2 separate regions of the Arachis hypogaea genome follow, and region 1 is linked to region 2. Evidence: chromatin contacts called from public Hi-C data. All regions are on one chromosome and are shown on one strand. Each heading gives the region's core, a stretch centred on a gene start, on an enhancer-like site or on the middle of the called end of the contact. The rest is flanking DNA. Distances are from core to core; before and after follow the strand shown.

The links. Hi-C and Micro-C count contacts between places; a contact is called where the count stands out from the background.
Region 1: a Hi-C map of leaf shows a contact between it and region 2, with 2.7 times the contacts expected there. The contact joins the promoter of LOC112737732 here to the promoter of LOC112737726 in region 2. A contact is called at or near these places in 2 of 8 Hi-C or Micro-C datasets (both in leaf).

Annotation. Positions count from the first base shown.
Region 1 is chr13:23,947,824-23,954,119 of arahy.Tifrunner.gnm2.J5K5, reverse strand. LOC112737732 (OPA3-like protein) reads right to left here and starts at 2,072. Exons shown (of 4, transcript XM_025787793.2): 1 at 1,664-2,072; 2 at 1,393-1,527. The coding sequence starts at 1,795.
Region 2 is chr13:23,729,372-23,735,127 of arahy.Tifrunner.gnm2.J5K5, reverse strand. LOC112737726 reads left to right here and starts at 1,447. Exons shown (of 2, transcript XM_025787786.3): 1 at 1,447-1,852; 2 at 3,008-4,316. The coding sequence starts at 3,030. The coding sequence ends at 4,064.

The DNA.
Region 1 (6,296 bases), core at 823-3,322, 220 kb before region 2:
TTGCCAAAAGATACCAAAGAAAGCATTCTATAGAGGTTAGCCACAAGACAATGTAAAAACAAATATGATACTAACTCCAAGTTTACCCCACACATAACACATACATCACAGGAAATAGCCTTATATGTCCCTCAAACTTGTAAATGTCATTGATATTACTTTCTATTAAGGATGTTGGTCCAAATAAAATATTTGAGTTTAAAGGGAGCTTTGGACTTTCCAGATATGGCCATATGTGTTTATCTAGGTGAAAAGATTTAGATTTGAGGAATAAGTTTGGAACTAAAAAAAGTAAGATTTGCAACTAAACATATCAAAGGAATAAGAGACTGCAACCTTTTATCAGGTTAAAGGACAAAAGAACATTATCAAAGAGATGTAGAAGAATCACTACTTCAGAGAATTCTACCAATTAGGTTACAAAAAGTGTCCCAAAAGTGGAATCCCACAGAACATAAAATCATGGATAGAAGAGTTATATAAGGAAGAGACATATTCCCAGTTATTGATAATGCTTAAATCTTCTTAAACCACATATATAGACAAGAGTACAAGACACTTTGAATCTAGATCCTTTTTAATAGTTTAGTCTATAATTTTTCATGATCTCTATTCACTTCTAACCACGTGTCCAAACGAATTAATAATTATTTGACCATCCTTTCCACAACTAATGCTACCCAAATTTCTTTGCTAATCCTATCTTATGTGTCCACTCATTAAAACATTCTCATCTCAGAATCATTAAGCTTACTCTCAGTACTGGTTCAGTCAACTAACCCCTCCCGGTTTTACACTTTTACTACTCTGTGTCCATGCGCAAAAGAACTTATCATTATGGTTCCCTCTGCAACAAGTGTTCAGATAAATGTTAACAAATTAACCATCCATACTTTGACAGGAACCTGGCTATAAATGGTCTATAATATAGCTAATGCCTCACAGTATCCCTCTTTCTAGTCCCTACAAAATCAATCAAAGCTAACGATCACAAAAAGGTGAATGTCAATTCTAAGAAAAGAAAAGAAAGAAAATAATAAGAGATTAATGAGTGGTGACTTTTCAGCAGAGTCAAACAAGACTTGAGAGGAGATAAGTGTGTCTTTTAAACAAACATCATAACCGAAAAATTCAGCTAGCATAGGGTTGACTTTTGTATCTGACAAAAAGAAAAAGACGGAAAACCCTCAAATCCTCAATCCCTCAACCCTCATTGATACATAGATAACATTCCTGGACCATGCAATGATTCTAAAAGGAACTGAACATGAACTACAACAATCACAACCATAAATCAAAACTTGCACCAAATAGCACAAAATCAACAGAGTAAAAAACACAAACAGGTAGTGGGCATTTCAATGAACAAAGAAAAAGTAAAGATCCAATTACAGAGAAGACGAAGATCTCGCCAAGAAGATCGGCTGCGGCTTGCACGGCTTTCTCCTCATCCAGTGGCCGGATCGCAACATCAGTTGAATGACCATAAATGCGCCTCTGCACTGTTGTCGTAAACCTATGATTCACCTGAAATAATACACAGAAAACACAATCATCAATAGTATATCATACTAATAATGCGTTCTAACGCCGAATTCACTGGAACACGGCCACATCAAAGTGAGTGATGCGAAAATGGGGAAAGGAAGAGAACGATGATGACCTGGGCAACGTTGATGATGAGGTTACGGAACCGAGGGTGGTAGCTAGCTTCTTTCTTGAGCCTGGTGGCAATGGGTTTGCACGCTGTTTTCAAAAGAAGAGTTCCGAGCTTCACCACTGGCAGCACCACCATGACTCTCTCTCTCTCACTCACTCACTCACCTTGATTCTTTCCTTTTTCGGAATACACTGAATTCAAAACTAACCCCAAAGTAATAGTAGTAATTATAATTAATGAAAATAACATTAATTAATTTCAACAACAGAAGCTGGGAATATGAAGAGTGAGTTATGGTAATGGGAAGATTGAAGCAATTGTGTGGGTAATGAGGGAAGCATCTTCGTATCTTTTCTTGCACAACAAGAACATGGAATGGACAACGGTGCGTTCCGCAAAAGACTTCTTTTTTTATGCGACTTTTTTCCTTCTTCTTTTTATTTTATTATTTTATTATTTTTTAGTTCTAGAATTTATTTTTCATTTGGAATAGCCATGGATGTTTTTTATCAATATTGGGAATCGTTACAGCCTGGCCTAAACATCACATGGGTCGACCGACCCACAAACCACCCGACTCGAACGGTCGGGTGCAAGGCGTTCAAGTACTGATCCGGACACGCGTCCTAGACAGCTCTCTACTATAGTTGTATGGGAAAGCTTTGAGGAAGGTGGGTTCTGTCTTTGTGGGACCCGCCTCTGACACGGTATATATGGGGAAGGGTAACTACCCCTCCCCCAAGGTATGTCACATACCATTCTCTCACTTTTCGCCTGCACACTTGACTGACTAGAGCGTCGGAGTATCTTTGCAGGTGACACCCCCCTCTCTACACGAAGAGCTCGGGAAGTCGGTTACCCCTCCTCCAATCCAGCACTCGGAACCAGGCGATTCCCCCTCTCATCAATTCAAGTACCAACTCGAACCGTCCGGTACCCGACCTACCGTACAGAAATGAAGGTGTTTTGCCGGTTTGTGGATGTAGGTTCAACATGTGGAAGACATGGTGATAGAGTGCATCAGCGGCGTGGCAGTTCCCGGCAACACGTAAGGAGCATGGTGATGTGGCGAGTTCAGATTAGGGCTGGCAATACATAACCTACCTGCGGGTACCCAACCCGCTGCAGGTAGGAAAGAAATCGGTCCGGATATGTCTGCGGATAGAGTAAGGTACGGATTTAGGGTGTACCCTACCCGACCCGCACCCCATATATAACACATATTTTATAAAAATTAGGTATATAATGAAGGAGGTGAGAGTTAAACTCACAACCTCCCTCATGTAATGACTTACAATAAGCGAGCAACCACTAAATTACTTAGTTAAACTCACAACCTCCCTCATGTAATGACTTGCATTAGTTTCTTTTTATTTTATTAATATGTATGAAATTTGGAATGATTTAATTTTATATTTGCTTAAAAAAATTGATGTTTCTGCGGGTAGCATAGTTATAAAAATCGAACCGGACCGGCCGGTTCGATCGAAAGATCGGTGAACCAAATCCTAAATCGGTTCGGTTTATTCTTTGAACTGTACAAGGAACAAACTGGTGTGAACTGATAAGAACTGGAGAAAACTGGTTAGGGTAGGATAGAGTAGGGTTTAAAACTTTAGGGTGCGGGTAGGGTAGAGTTTTAATGAAATTTTCAAACCGCGAGTAGGGTTAGGGCAGAGTCCAAACCCTACCCTACCCTACTCATTGTCAGCCCTAGCTCAGACGCGTGGCAGTGCCCTGCAAACACACGGTGGGCGTGTTGCCTCCGAATCCAGGAAGCATTGCAGGTTTCTGTGTGTTTTCGAAGAGCCTGCAGCAACACGGGGTGGGCATTTCGAATCACACATTGCCACATCAGCAACATGCCCTCCACGTGTTGTGTCAGCACATCCTCCACGTGTTGATATTGCACATCTGATACGTCCACTAACATACATATATATCAAAAACGTCCATTTTCATTCAAACACCAACATATTCTCTATAATAAAAAAAATGAGCCTTAGAGTAGTGTCTAATTTTTTTTCATGAAAGTGAGATAGGTGATATATCTCAATCTTGTAATTTTTTATATTTTTTTAAAATTGTAAGAGATATCAAAAAATAGAAGGATCTCGTATGTGTATCTCAAAATTTTTTAACTTTTTAAACAGAAATTGAAGGATTTAATTTTAAACATTAGAGAGTCTAATTTTTATATCACAGAAATTAAAAGATTTGATTTTTGTATTTTTAAAAAATCAGAGAATCTGATTTCTACATTTCAAATTAAACTGTTTCACATTTGAAATTAACATCTTAATAGTTCACAATTCAACAAAAAATTAATTCTATAATATCTATAAATAAGTGCAGGGGCGAAGCTACCTACTATGGAGGGGAGGCAGTGGCCCTCAAAAAAAAATTTACAAAAATAATAAAAAATAAAAGAGTGGCTCCCCCTTAAAAAATTTATGGCCTCCCCCTTTGAAACATGTATGGCTTTTTGTAATTCCCATTCAAAAAGTGGGTGCAGCCATTATTCTGAAAATCGAATCGGATCTGTCGGTTCGACCGAATTAACTGAAAATCGATCATCTGTTCGATTCGGTTGATGTGAAGAATCATCCAGCAAAAAATTGGCTTAAAAACCGGTCAAACCGCAGTTAACCGGTGAACCATTAGAACCGTTTGATTTTTTCCAGTTTAGTGGTGTATATATATATGTGTTAAAAAAATTCACCCCATCCTCTCTCTCTCTCTTTTAGAAGTTCAGAACCCCTTACCCATCCTCTCTCTCTTTTAGAAGTTCAGAACCCCTTACCCATCCTCTCTCTCTCTCTCTCTCTCTCTCTCTCTCTCTCTCTCTCTCTCTCTCTCTCTCTCTCTCTCTCTCAAAAACCCAAACCCTAACGATGGTAGGAACCCAGCCCCATCCCATCGCCGAGCTCTTCTCTTCCGATAGACGGTGTTGTCACGCCGGCAGAGAAGACTTAAGTGCCGTCATCGCTCTTGGAAAGTCTGCTCGCTTCTCGATCCTCTCCTCCTCAACGTCAAGTGCTTGCTCGGAACTGTTGGCGACGCCGCTGCGAAAGGCTTCTCCGTCGTCTCTACTTGATCTGTTGGTGCCCATCTCTCTCTCTCTCTCTCTCTCTCTCTCTCTATGTCTCTTATTGCGACGTCTCTCTCTGATCGGTTGTGGAGTATTCGCCGCGCAATCACCTTCCTTCCTCCCTCACTGCCAGTAAGCACTACTGCCTCAATTTATTTTTGGTTATTTTGTTAATTTTATTTATTTTGATTTTTGAGTTGCTGACCGTTAATTTTTCTGATTCTGAGTTGTTTATGTTGGTTTTTCTGATTTTGAGTTGTTAATTTTGGTTGCTGATTTTTTCTGATTTTGAATTGTTGATGGTGGTATGGTAAAATTATTTTTCATCCTTTCTCATCTTTCAGTAGCACAAATTATATTTCTTTTATATATATTTTTTATTCAAATTTATACACTTCTTTGAACTTTGAAGTATGCTGAAAAGGGTGTTTCAAATTTTTTTGCATTGAAAATTCCAAGCAAGTCCTTTTGTATTGGGTTTGTCAAAGTTTCTGGTTTCAAAGTTGGTGAAATTTTCAATGTAAGTGGATAATAATAATAACTCTTGGTTTATATCATTTATGATTATGAATATTTAGTTTATTTGTTGTTATTCTTTGTTTTTGTATTGATTTCTCCAATTGATGTGGTTTGAAAATTTGTAGGAGAATGAGAAGGAGAACAACACAAGTAATAGTATTTAACAATATGATATTGCTATTGTAGAACATTATAATTCTTATTGTAGACATTATAATAAAGGAATGAAAATTAAAAAACATAGTTGGGTTTGTGTTTAAGTGTCTCACCTTTTAAAGGATTAAGATAGAACACCAAAAATATGTAAGATTACTTCACTTTTAGAGATTTCAAAATAGAAATGGGATAATATATCATAGACTTTGTTATAGGATTACCTTAAACATCTTTAGGCTACAATGTTACATGGGTAATAAAAGATAGGTTGACCAAATCTACACATATTCTACTAATAAGGTGGACACCGTATAGATTGGTTCAATTTTATATCCAAGAGATTGTAAGGTTACATAGAGTACCAATGAATATTGTGTTTGACAAAGATCCTAGATTGACATTTAAGTTTTGGATTACAAGATGTCTTAGGTACTAAATTTCATTTTAATACAGCTTATTACCCATACACAAATGGTCAGACTGAGAGGACAATCTAAATTCTAGAAAACATGTTTAGTACTTGTATACTTTAGTTACAAAGAAGTTGAGATACTCATCTTCCTTTGATAGAGTTTGTCTACAACAAAGCTATCATTTTAGCATTGGAATAACTTCCTTTGAATCTCTATATAGTAAAAAGTGTCGATCACCTTTGTGTTGGTTGAGGTTGGTGAAAAAAATTTGTTAGAACCTAATATTGTACAACAAACTACAAAAGATTAGGTTAATAAAAAAGAAGATACTCGCAACTCAAAGTAGACAAAAAAGTTATACTAATAAAAGAAGAAGGCTTTTAAAGTTTAAAGAAAGAGATAATGTTTTTTTTTAAAAGTCACTCCTACTACTAGTATTGGTAGAATCCTAAAATCT
Region 2 (5,756 bases), core at 198-2,697:
ATTTTATATAATTTAAAGAAAAATCAGTTTTTTATAAAGAAAAATCAGTTTTTAGATAAAAAAATTAGTTTTTTTTAAATAAAAATAAATTTTTATATGCATAAACTAATTATTTTTTCATGTAAAAATGGATTTTTTTTAAAATTAATTTTTTATTTAAAATTAATTTGGCTTATTAACTTAAACAAATTTTTTTATTAATCAAATTCAAATTTATTTTTTTGTTAATCTTAACCATATGTATTCCTACATATTAATAATAAATTTTAAAATAAAATAATTATATTTATAAATTTTATTTTAATATAAATACTAATATATTTTTTTATTAAAATTTTTTGCCTCTTCAAATATTTTTTTCAAGTTCCGTACTTCTACGTACTCTCATTTTTTATTAAATTAATTTGTATTGATGTAGAAAATTTGGAATCATATGGCTATTTTAGTCATTTCATATAATATTTTCGTCTTGTCCATGTGTATCCAAACATAATACTAGACATTACGTTAGTGTCTTGTCCATCGTATCCAAACACAATACATAAAAGATAATTTTTAGTGTCTCCGTCCTATTGTCTCCATTTCAGTGTCATGTTCTGTCCTATCTCTAAAAACAAACGCAGCCTTAGAGACTTTATTGAAGAAAGAAGGTCCAACTTCTAAAATAAAGGTGCTTCAATTAGAAAGTTGGAAGAACAAATAGACCAAATTATTCAATAAGTAGCAAAATTCACAAATGGTCTTTCCAATAGATTATTTTATAAAGTGATCCTATTAAATTTTAAAAAATTTAAAAAATAAGAATAAAAGATAGATAAATATTATTAAAAAATATTTTTATAAATTACATATATTCCAAGTACAATACCAAAAATTTTATTATAGCTGTATTTTAAGTATAGTGCACCTGACTTATGTACAAATATTTAAATTGCATGTATTCCGGGCACAGAGTATTCGAATTGTGTTTTTTCTGATTTTGATGGCTCTATATAAAAAATGTATAAGGTTTATGCAAATATATAAATACGCTATAGATTATATATTTCAATAAATATTATATTTAAATAATTTAAATAAAAAATTTATATTTTTGATGCAGGATTTAGCCGTTTTTTAATTTACAGGTGATAGTAACGTCAGCATAATAACAATAATTTGTTACCATTAATTAAATTTTTTTTAGTTACCATTAATTAATTTTTTTTAAATTTTAAAAATTCTCATCGTTTCAAAGATTTAAAATTTAAGATGTAAAATTTAATTATAAATTTATAATTTAGAATTTATAATTAAAATAAATAAAATAATTTTAAAAAATTAACTGATATTAATTAAAAATAATTGTGTTAAATTTTTTTTTTTGGTCTGAAATGCTTAAGATTTTGAAATGATCATATAGTTTTTGTCATATTAGAAGAGATTTCAGTCACAAAAAAAAATATTAGAAGAGATTTGAACCCAAAATTTAAGAGCGACAAACAGTCCGAAATTCGCGAACTTACGCGAGGCGGGGCGAGCATGCTCGACAGACCCGCCATTTTTATTTTTTATTTTTTATTTTAAGCCTGAAAAAAAATTTCAGACGCATAGGCGCATAGCATAACTGGACCCGACTTAACCCTAAACCTTACCCATAACACAGAAGCTCACCAGCCTCCATCCACACTTACCAACTCAGTCTCACCCACCGACCCACATCCCCGACTCAACCAGCTCCCTCTCTCCCTCCCCTGCATCCATCGGCGGCGCCCGCGCCTCTCCTCTCCGTCGCAGGTTCGCTCGCCGCCGTCGAGCTGCTGCTCCTCCTGTGTCAGATCCACTGTGTTCTGTATTTCTTTCGATAGTTCAGGTAATATTTTGCAATGGATTCTATGATTTTAATTCCTGTACAATAAATCATAAATTAAGCACCATTAGGTTTCTGAATATTCATTAGGTAATATTTTGCAAGACAATGAATATCATTTTGTTTGTTTTTTTCTCCCCTTATTTTTTGGTGTGCAAATGGGATTTTCATTCTCTGAATTGATTGTGGTGGTTCATGGATTCCGACCTATTTCTTGTTTTGTGAAAAGGGGTTGTTTGCTTTTGGGTCGGTTAGGTGTTTGTGTGGTGTTTTGCTCTGTTTTATCTTTGTCTGAAGGTGAATCTTGGGTGCTGCTATTCTTTGATTGCTTCTATGTACACTTTTTCTTTTCATATTATTTGGTTTAATACTTTAATTGACTCTTTGGGTTGTTTTGTTGTTTCTAAAGTTTTAGTTTTTATTGGAATTTACATGCCAATCATAGTAATCTGTAACTGGGATGAGGATTGAAGCTGTTGGTTAAGGAATTTGTATCTCTTGCAACTCTGTGATGATGTGTATACATATGCATGAATAGCTTCTATGGAAGTCCTCTGAATGGTTTAAGTGCCCACAGCTGTAAAATTGATGTCTGTTATTGTGATTCTTTGTTTTTAGTTTTTTAATTTTTCCTTTTTTTTTTAAAAAATCCCTGGAGATCCGGATATCCGGTGGATATTGGTTCCGTTCCCTGGTACAGGGAGTGTTTCTAGGGACGAGGGGTGGGGCATGTCCCCGTCCCCATGGGGACCCCTTTTGACTTTTTCATTCATCCCTAGGACCCTAACTAACCCAGTGACCTCCCTGACCTAAACAAGTAAACCTGAAAGTCTGAAACTATAGTAGCCTCTCTCTCTCTCTCTCTCTCTCTCTGTCTCTCTCTGCACCTCCATTCCCTTCCCGCCGCATCAGGTGCTTCTCTTCTCATCTCTTTTACTGTTATCTTTCATTATTTTGCTGTTACTGTCATTTGTTTTCTTTTTTTTTAACTTCAAAGCACTAAGGTTTAGGTGCCAATTTCCCTCTTCCATTTTCTTATCATCTATAGGTTCAATTTCGTAACAAGCTTTCCCATTATTAGTGATGAAATTTTGAGTTTCACATAGGTTTCAGTAACTAGGCTTTCCCACCTTAAACCCTAATGGAAACTAATTTCAGTTCCGTGACCCAGGGGAAGAAGATGAGGAAGAAGAAGCAACAATCTGTTGCGGAGGCTGATGCAGTTCAAGATTTAGACTCTGTGATTCATGACCATACTCTTTTCTTTGACAAGTTGATTGAACTCATCCCTGCCAAGTTTTACCTTCCAACCGACGATAAGGATAAGCCGTGGTTTCAGGGTCTCAGCAAGGCTAAGAAAGCTGAGGCGAAGAGGGAAACTAAGGAGAATATTAAGAAGTCCCGAAGGGAACGGTTGGATCCTGAAAATCCCCCTGCCACTACTCTTGACTTGTTGAAGCAGAACTTGGGTAAGGAGAAAGCCAATGAGAGTAGCGATGAGGAGGACGGTGAGGCTAAGCCCATTGCCCTTGAAGGGGACAATCGGTCTGTGACTTATGAAGAGCTTCGGCAAAGGCTTCATCGTAAGCTTGAGGAGTTTCGTTCAAGTCGCGAGAATTCGGGAAGGGCAAAGAAGAGGGAGGATAGAAATGCGAAGAGAGGGTTTGAGGACAGGAAACGCAAGAGGGGTAGTGAAAATGAAGAAAATAAAGTTGCAAAGAAAGAGTCTACAGAGAAAGTGAAGAAGGATGCTGCCGAGACCTCGAAAGAGCTTATGTTTGGTCATATCAAACTTACAGATGGTGAGATGCAAGGTAAGAAGAGGAAACTTTCGAGGCATAAGGAACTTGAAAGGGCAAAGAAGTTGGAGGAAGCGAAGAATGATCCTGAGAAAGGTGAGGCTGTTGCAAAGAAGCAATCGTGGAAAGCAGCATTGGATAGAGCATCGGGGATTAAGGTTCATGATGATCCCAAGCTGTTAGAAAAAAGCATTCGTAAAGAGAAGAAGAAGCAACAGAAGAATGCAGAGAAATGGAAAGAGAGAATTCAAACAAGGGACCAGTTGAAGGCAGAGAAGCAGCAAAAGAGATCAGATAATATTTCTGAGAGGATTCATCAGAAGAAGATGCGTAAAATTGCAAAGAGAGAGAAAAAGCTTTTGCGGCCTGGCTTTGAAGGTCGCAAGGAAGGTTTTATCACTGAAGGTTCCAGTTAACTTAATTCAATGTTGGTTGGTTCTTTCCTTCATAGAATCGTAGTATTTTGAGTGTTAGAATATGACAAATAGAACACATCAATTTCTATGTCTGGTTTAGTATATCTCTTAAAATTGAACAATTTTTCTTTCTATGACGGGTATTCATACGACATTTTGGCAATTCAGCAGTCCATATGATCAGTTTCTGGTTATAGTGGATTACCGGCATTTTATTGAATTTCAACTATCACAGGCTGTTTGATTACATTATATCATCATAGACTGACATACATTGGTTGTTGTGTTTCTTTCCTGAGTTGCTTGCAAACTTGCCTGCAGTATCGAACTGTTGCTTCTTCACTAAATCTTCGGGTATGTTACAGTCCATGTCTTGATCGAAGTACAGTTGCAGAATTTCAGCCTGTGTCTAACATGAATCCTACAATTAAGTTAGTTAGATTCCAATTGTGTTTATTCTGAAATATAGTAAACTTTGATGCTATGCTATGTTAGTATATTGCATTTTATTATCCCTTTTCAGTGATCATCTACAATAAATTTTCCTGTATTTTATTGCATTTAGATTGTAGTATACCTATTTACTATCATAATTGGTTTCACAACAATTATATTGGTGGTTTGTAGAGTGTGGACCATTTACAGGCATGGATGTTTTTTTGGAGAATGTATAATCAACTGAATCTGTTCCAAATGTTTGGAAAGATCAATTTATAGTTTTGTGGTATTTCAGTGAATCTCTTGTCTGCTGCTAATGAATGTCACCAATGAAATGACAGTCAAAGCACTTTGCCTCCATATATAACCATCATTCTAGCAAACTTTGATATAGGTTGATGTTAGAGAATGGCGAATTCTTGGAGGGTAAACATCACCAATTGATTTCTATCTCTGGTTTGGTATAATTCTAATAGAGTAAGTTCGTTCTTTCTGTTGTCAATCATGTGATGTATTTTGCCAATTCAGCGATCCATAAGATCGGTTTAGATGCTTGGATACGGAGATATATCGGGTCATAATTCATAACTATCACGAGCTCTTTGCTTGATTCATGTCGTCATAGACTAATGCACTGTTCATTGAATCATTTTTGTGTGTAATATGCTGAGAATGTTTATCTTGCTGTTATTATTTTCTTGGGGCACTTAAACCTGCAATGTTTTCTTTTGTATCATCTTTGCATTACTTCATTCATAATGGTTACTTCATTGTTGAACTGTTACTTCATTCACTAAAATCTTGTAGTATGTTACATACTGAGTTTGTGATCTTGTATGAATACGTTTGGTCATACTTGTTGTGTGTTTGAATCACAGAAAATATTGATTCTATCCTGTGCTGTACTGTACTGTATTTTAGTTATGTACCATGGTAAAACATGGTAATTAGTTTTGCACTGATTATATTTAACCTGAACATAGACTCTCTAGATTGTAGACTGTTAGTTAACCATAGTTGTCTCAGATTTCATGTCAAATTGTTTTCTCCCTTTCCATATAGCTAGAAAGTGTTGCCTCAATCAAAGATCAGGTGTGGCAATTCAAGAAGTCCAGAGGTAGCTTTTAGTTCCTATAAGCCTTTGGAATCCCTCATGTTGCCATGCTCGCTATGGCTGGGTTTTGCACCTTGGATTTGGGATCTGAAAGGAGAGAGAGAGGGAGAGAGCCTAACTCACAAAACACATCTTTAGTC